Linked DNA regions of Mus musculus: region 2 is linked to region 1. A link is a contact called in public Hi-C data. All regions are on one chromosome and are shown on one strand. Each heading gives the region's core, a stretch centred on a gene start, on an enhancer-like site or on the middle of the called end of the contact. The rest is flanking DNA. Distances are from core to core; before and after follow the strand shown.

The links. Hi-C and Micro-C count contacts between places; a contact is called where the count stands out from the background.
Region 2: a contact with region 1 is called in a Hi-C map of cerebral cortex, with 5 times the contacts expected there. The contact joins two enhancer-like sites. A contact is called at or near these places in 2 of 15 datasets of contacts at CTCF or cohesin (large pre-B cells and pro-B cells), 10 of 484 Hi-C or Micro-C datasets (bone marrow-derived macrophages, cerebral cortex, embryonic fibroblasts and 4 more), 3 of 115 datasets of contacts at active chromatin or transcription factors (fibro-adipogenic progenitors, large pre-B cells and neural progenitor cells) and 1 of 9 other capture datasets (embryonic stem cells).

What each region holds. Positions count from the first base shown.
Region 1 is chr13:82,941,204-82,944,883 of GRCm38.p6, forward strand. No RefSeq gene overlaps it. Among named protein-coding and RNA genes, the nearest start is that of Gm33073, 180 kb to the right of the region's middle. Within about 2 kb of position 1,683, at least 17 of the 459 cell types and tissues checked have an H3K27ac peak or open chromatin away from gene starts, as enhancers often do. A contact at or near this core is called in cerebral cortex, where this site is marked.
Region 2 is chr13:83,653,601-83,657,636 of GRCm38.p6, forward strand. It overlaps Mef2c (myocyte enhancer factor 2C), which reads left to right. Exons shown (of 11, transcript NM_001347575.1): 8 at 998-1,021; 9 at 1,907-2,036; 10 at 2,617-2,752. It overlaps Gm52044 (a long non-coding RNA gene), which reads right to left. Exons shown (of 3, transcript XR_003950630.1): 3 at 1-4,036. Among named protein-coding and RNA genes, the nearest start is that of Gm52044, 6.7 kb to the right of the region's middle. Within about 2 kb of position 2,686, at least 37 of the 459 cell types and tissues checked have an H3K27ac peak or open chromatin away from gene starts, as enhancers often do. A contact at or near this core is called in cerebral cortex, where this site is marked.

The DNA of each region.
Region 1 (3,680 bases), core at 433-2,932:
AAAAAATTCACAAATTAGTAATTTTATCACCAATCATCTTTTGTAGTAGGAAAAGTAAGAAAGAAATGTCTTTGGGGATCTTGTTTTTCAGTTGATACTAATTAGATTTTTTAAAAACCAAGTTTGAAGCTCATACTGTTCTGGCTTCAACAGCGCCAAATGATAATCCAAAGTGACATACATTTCCTATAGCAATAAAATTTTGGCAGATAAACTCCCCAATGAGAAACAACGATTTGTATGCTTAGATGAATTTGTGATAGAACGCAAATGAAGAAAGAAAAAAGAACAGAATTTTAAAAAGTAATTGTTCGGTGCCATTAATGCCCTCTCCATGTTTTCGAAAAGTGCCTAAATCCATGAGCATAGCAACATCCAGGACAGGATACATAGTGCATCACTGATGCACCCCGTTCTTGGAAGCTGGAGAGAAAAACTGATTGCTATTTACATTGAAATTCATTCCTAAAAATCTTGCACCCCTTCCCTTCATTATGCAATGTCGTCTTGGACCTGGGCGTCTAGAAATGTGGAAACTGTAACACTTTGACACACCATGTAAATGAGGTATCACTGTAACATGCTATTTAAATGACGTTTGGAACAAACACTCAGCAGGAAGTTTGGAAAACTTATAACGAGATTACCTCATAACTTTTTTTATAAGAGTATTCTTGTATTTCCCCCCAGCCATCTTTTAATTCCAATAAGAAGTATACCGTTTGCCACACTCACTCTCCAGCAGCAAAGCTGAGCACTGTGTTATTGCGGCAATTAGTCAGTAGCTGAGCCGGGTGTTTGAGCTGCTCTTTATTTTGTTAGACAATATTTGACTCAGGGCGCCTTTGTCTTCCTGGTGGAGATGTTGAAATGGGTACTATAAGTCTGAACCAACATACTATTTCATATTATCAGTTCTGAAATGAGGCTAGTTTGGGGTGGGAAGAAAAAGTTCAAGATTGTCTGTGACCTTCCTAGTTTTTCTTTTGTTTGTTTGTTTGTTTGTTTGTTTGTTTTTAACCTTTCATTTCCATGGCTAGTTTGGAGATGTAGAAAATGCAATCACAAGTTTTAAGAATAATTCAATTTAAAGTTTCTTCCTAAAATGAAATCAGTTTATTTTTAAATACCATGATTAAATGCAGTTAGGAATGCAACAGGGAAAACAGAAGAAAATGAAAATACCTTGTCCTGGTTATAGGGACCTTTGCATGCTTGTGTTAGAGACAAATATATATATATATATATATATATATTTCCCGTTTATATATATATATCACAAATGAAAGAAAAATAATTAAGGTAATTAAAAAGTCAGACATAATATGAATCCCTGTCAGAGAAGGAATTTTAGTTTATTAAAATTAAATTATAGCATCATCCTTCTAACATTCAAGAGATACTAGCAAGAGGCACAGTAGCCTTCGTTTTACAATGGCTACAGCTTTTGAAATCTAATCACATCCCTGGTGTTTTACTTTCTATTTTTTTTTTCTGTTATTTCTTTCTTCAAACGTCTTATTGTAGATAAGTAGTCCATGTGAAACTTCTTTCTACAAGGAAGAAGAAAGTAGAAACATCTAATGGGGAAAAAAAAAAGTTTCACCGGGCTAAACACTGACGAGCAAAGATCTACCCAGTGAAGTATCTGGCCAACAAGCCCAGACAGTCTCCCAGCAAAAAAAGCCAAGATCTCTCTGAGAACTATTTCGGTCTCTGTGCATGCTCTCTAAATAGCCTTCTGAAGAATTTCCCAAGGAGATTTCTTCCCAGGGCACTTGGGAAAGGTTCCTTGCATTGGGTGGGCTTTGAGGAAAGAGTGGATGAAAGCCTCCATTAGGTCAGATTGCTAAAGATAGCTGCCACTCTATCCTTCAATTCTGACAAGGGGAAAACAAGAAACAAAAACAGTCCGATGAAGCGCCGGAGAGCTTTCTGAATCTTTCTAAGAGGTTCCAAATTGAAGTCTGGCTAAGCTAACACCGGTACATAGCTACACAGGATAATAGAAAACTAAAGCTTGTGAACTGTCGACTGTTCCCGTTTTTTCACCTCTGAAACGATTTCTCAGTACAATGCCCCATGTCTTTTGAAGCTGTAACCTTATTTACATGGGAAGAAGGACAAAAGGCACATTTTACATCGGTAGCTACTAGCCACTTGTATTGGGGAAAGCAGCTTGTCAGTTTTATCATCAGCTTTAGGAGAAAGGCAATAGAATTTGTTTATACTCCCTGTTTGTACTTGAGCTATTTTCTCGCAGAACTGGCTGATAGAAAGTGGAAAGGCTTTGATTTAAAGTATTGTATTTTTTTTTGTTGTTGTTGTTGTGGTTGTGCTGTCTTCTGTCATCTCTTGGAGACCTGCTCTTTTCTGAAGAGGAAAAGCATGGAAATGGATCTCAAGGAGAGGGAGAGGTGTGGAGGGAGGAGTGGAGAGACAGAAAACTGTTGCTGGGATGTATTTCATGAGAGGAAGACTCTAATATCAATAAAATATATAAAAATATACATCAGTATATTAGATACATAGTTATGTATCTATATATCATTAAAAACAAAAAGTCACAGTGTATACTATAAACAGTTACATGTTATCAACAGTTAACCAGAAAGCTATTTGATTTCTGATATTTATCAATTTCTTAAAAGGCACAAAATTAACTGGGTTTGGTTGTTGCTTATTTTGAAATTTATCCAAGGTTCACATATATCTTTATGAATCATGCCCCATGGTAACATTGACTAAACCTAAATATTGGTGATTAATCTTTTAAATTTTATTTTCCCTTTACCCAAGTTCTGCTAAATAGATAACAATAGATTGTCAGAATCCTGCTTTGTTTGTTTGTGTGCGTGTGCCCTAAGCTCTTGATGGTTTTATATTAAGCAATTGCTATTTTCAAATATAAAAATGCATTGCTCATAGCTGCCTGCTAATTTCTAAATAAACCTAACCATAACTACTGCACATTGAATAAATTTTACTATAGAGGCTTTAACAAAATAACTTTCTATTTTAGACCAACAATGATCACATTTTCATGCTTTTTGTGAAACTAGAAGTCATTTACTTCTGTGGGCACATCCACAGTGAGCCCCGTTCATTCATGCCTCGTTCCTGCAAATGGTCGTTTATATACAAAGCTGCATCTCAGGTTGTCCTCCGCAAGTCTGAGAGGAGTCTCGCTGACCAATTATAGATTACAGGTTTAGTGGAAGTGTTTTCAGATTGTGTAATTATTTATCTGATTTGAAAAGTAAAGCATTTTACTTTTGAGTTACAAGTTCTAAATATATTTTCTTTATACAATCTCTTATATGGATAAATTAGAAAGGTGTTTTATTATAAGTTGTATCCATTTGATTAAACATATTTATTTCATAAAAGCCTGCCATACCCTTAATATAATGGACAGATTCTGAAATCCTTTTGCAACAAACTCAGAAAAAACAAGCTCTGAGAAAGGTGTTGCACGGCTTGGTTTCTAACAGCTCAGTGAAATGTGTCCTTCCAGTGATACTTGAAATTAGATGAATATTAGATTACCTCTACAAATGCATCTTTTGATAAATTTCAATTAATTAAATCATTAACATTTCATCCTCCACAATAAGCTAATAGTGTGAAAGAAAAGAATTAATTAAGATACAAGACCTTTAGAGATCTTAAGTTTTGTG
Region 2 (4,036 bases), core at 1,436-3,935, 710 kb after region 1:
ATGAAATGTAAACTTAAGCATATATAAAATCTCATGCTGTATCATTTTCTTGCTCTGAGACTTGTGCATAAGATGAAAAGAATATTGTGGTATCAAGCCCAAAAACAAAGATAGGTAGTAGGTAGGTACAATGATAGAAGATAGATAGATAGATAGATAGATAGATAGATAGATAGATAGATCAATAGATGACAGAGTGTTCTCCAAATCAGCAAAACTTAACAATGAGAACATATATAGCAAAGACTTAGCAGATAGATTTAAATTACCCCACAAACATTTCCTTCTGTTTTGCTTTGTTTTAGAATTCTCTGTTCTGTGCCATGCCTAGGAGTGAAATAGTCCTGTGAACTGATTGTTTATTATATATTCATTTTGTGCATTTAGCTAAAATCAAATAACATGTGACATTTCCTTTAGAAAAGCCTGAGTCTAAGAAATAAAACCTCCCACAGTGATGCTGTGAGTGTGGGTCAGGCAGGGCACACAGTGTCTCTCATCACATTTATCCCATATCCCTTAAAACTGACACATTCCCATGGATCAGCCCCCCCTTTCTCTCTCTCTTCTCTCTCTTTCTCTCTCTCTCTCTCTCTCTCTCTCTCTCTCTCTCTCTCTCTCTCTCTCTCTCTCGCTCTCTCTCTCTCTCGCTCTCACTCTCGTCATGTATGACTCCCTTTTCCTCTAGCAAGTAGGGTTTAAAGTAGATTCCTATTATCTTTTTATCAAAGTATGGGGCACAACAGTAAACAGAGAGACAATGACCTGTGCTGCAAACAAGATAGACAGTCTTCAGGTTTGAGACAAGGAACACCTCACTAAGAGAAACAAAGAATGTCTTTGTTAAGGAGTTGTCTTTGGCATCCCGTGTGCCAAGCTGTTTAAACTGTTGCGTCTATCAGAAGATGCATCTCCTTTTGCTAGAAAGATTTTCACAGTTATAAATATTTACAGACACTAATTAATAAACTCCTTCCCTCCTTCCCCATGCTCTCAGTCTGAGGATGTGGATCTGCTGTTGGTAAGTGGGAAGGACTCGTCCCTTGAAGGGCATGCTCGGGAAGATAACAGAACTACCTCAGTGAAAGGTGCTAGCTGTGATCAAACAGAAAGATTTTAAAACTTACCTCAATAAATGAGGGTACTGATTATGCTTAAACACCATTAATTTCTAGGATCATTGACAGCCTGTGGAAAGCATAGCTGGTTTTTGTAGGCCTTTTTCCTCTGTCCCCACCTTTTACCTAAAGACCATGTTTTAAATATTAAGACTGAACTTACTCTAAAATAGAAACACAAAAATGCATCTTTAGCTATTAAATAGTAAGACACTTATTCTTTCAAAATTTAAAATACCAGGATTTTGAGCGTAAGCATCCTTTACCTCCTGGCTATTAGGAGTTAAATACTGGCATTAGCTACTTTGCCATCCTTTTGCAAGGAAGTCGAAGCAGAAGAAAGTGGTCATAGCGCCACCTGCTGGCCATAACATAGCCTGAATCATATCTATCAGCTCTGCTGTACATAGAACTGATCACAAAACCCACTATGGTTGATTTTAATTTTTTAATTTGCATTTGAATAAAACTGAAACAATAGCAGTACAGTATACATATTTCATCAGTTCTCAACGTAGTCTGTTTTTACCCATAATAAAGCTATGGTACTTGTTACTAGTTCAGTTGCCTAGGAGATACTGATGTAATGGGTTACTATGGCAACAGCTGGTCTCTTGAAGGATTGTAAATGATAGGGTTGGCAGAGTTCATAGAGACACATGTTAAATGATTAATTTCATGAGCTTTGTACCAACTTATTTCTTTATGTGAAAAACTAATAGTGAGACCTAATATTTTTAACTTTTTAAAATCTGCCACCAATAATGTCTTTTTATTTACTTTAAAAGAATCAAAGGATAAATAACTCCCAGTCGGCTCAGTCATTGGCTACCCCGGTGGTTTCCGTAGCAACTCCTACTTTACCAGGACAAGGAATGGGAGGATATCCATCAGCCATTTCAACAACATATGGTACTGGTGAGTAGCTTTGCTATGTGCAAATATTACAGTAAACACTTTAAAAAGCATATTTTAAAAGTTATTTTCTTTGCCCTGTTGGGAGCTCGTGTGGGGCCTGTGTCCAGAATGCATGGTACAAGCACCTCTGTCTTACTCAGTGATCTACAGTGCTCCTTTTTAAGTGATGGGAAGTTTTATTTACTCAAATCGAATTCAATATTTCAAAGAAACTGAGCTACTGTCTCTTTAATGTAGTAGAACACTCACTTTCTTGAAGATTTTTAATGTAAAACCTATTTCTAGATCATAAAATATATAGATCCTTTACACTTTTAAACAAAGCTAGTATAATGTGCTAACATTTCAGGATCTATTACTGTGGATCTAGTGTGACATCCTTACTCAGATGGATAATATTTTTTTTTTCTTTTTAAATTCAAATTATCCGTGGTGTTTTATTTTCTTCTTTTCCTAAATCAAAAAACTTTGATTCAAAGTATGTTTTAGAGGTTGAAACTGTGTGATTTTGCTTACCATTTGACAGTCTAATTGTCTCTCTCTCTCTCTCTCTCCTTGCCGCTCCTTCGCTCCCATCTAGAGTACTCTCTGAGTAGCGCAGATCTGTCATCTCTGTCTGGCTTCAACACTGCCAGTGCGCTCCACCTCGGCTCTGTAACTGGCTGGCAGCAGCAGCACCTACATAACATGCCGCCATCTGCCCTCAGTCAGTTGGGGTAAGCAATAGTTATGTCTTTATTTCATAATCAGAGACTGTATCTTTTACATGATAGAAGTCTGTCTTCAACAATGCGCTTTCATGTCCATTAAAGGGCATAACATTTGATTGCTGGGAAAGCCACTTTCTGATCACATATTTCAAGTAGCTTAAATATTCCTTCCCGTGTTTGTTGGTGAAGGGCGAGTGCTAACAGTTAGGCACATTCTTTATATATAGCCTTTCCTTAATACTCTAGGGTCTGTTTCCTCCTCCTTCTGTCAGTAGTGGAGGTTTGGGTGAGGTTTCTGAAGTTTTTATGGGAAATTGAAAGTATTTATAGTTTTTTTTTTTTTTTTTTTTTTTTTTTTTTTTTTTTTACATTTTTGAGCTGAGGTTCTCATTTAGTACAAACTACATGATTTCCTCTAATATGAGTCTACTGTACATAGAATCAAGTGTTGAATTTCTATTCGGGCGTTAAATGTGTGTAACATATATAATAGCATAGGTTGTCTAGTTATAGCCATTGTGTTAAAATATATGCACAAATACTAATTAGCACATGCAGTACTAATTACTGAATATTGGGCATAAAAATAACTTTTGTTGTTTTCTGGTCAAAGTATGTATCTTTCTGCCCCCTTGTGGTTGCTTTGAGGTATATCTTTGTCATAGATGACTTCTGTCGTTTATCTATAGAGCGGTTTTCAGAAATGCCCTGAATCTACAATTTGCACCCCTTCATATAAGAGTGATACCAGACACCTCACTTTAATTTGAACTAATAATTCCAGAACTCAGCTAATCCTCAAAAGAAAATGGAATATAACTACTTCAAGATAAATTATCATATTTTACCAACATCCTACGTGCTCTCCCCACTTTCAGTTTTCTACTAAGCCACTTTAGTTACCAATTAACTAACTAGTCTTGTATCTGTATGCCTAGGGAGGTAGTGATGCAAACAAGCATCACTAATCATTACTACAACTCGCTGTTCTTGCCCCTTTGTCTCCCCTCTCCCACTGAACATCATTTGGTATGGACAGAACATAGACCAGAGTTCTGAGATACCATTCAGCAGTCAGCACTTGCCACGGCCACCCCATTGACTACTCACTGCCATGGAAAACCTAGCCTTCTGTGTGTGCAATGAAGCAAATCCACATGGCATCATGGTTGTGCTTTCTTGAAAGAGTGTTGACATTGAAGATGTATCAAGGCTTTTAACATATTTTACATTTTACATTTTATACAATGAGTTTCTCTTTTTAAGACATTTAAACTTTCCCTCCAGTGC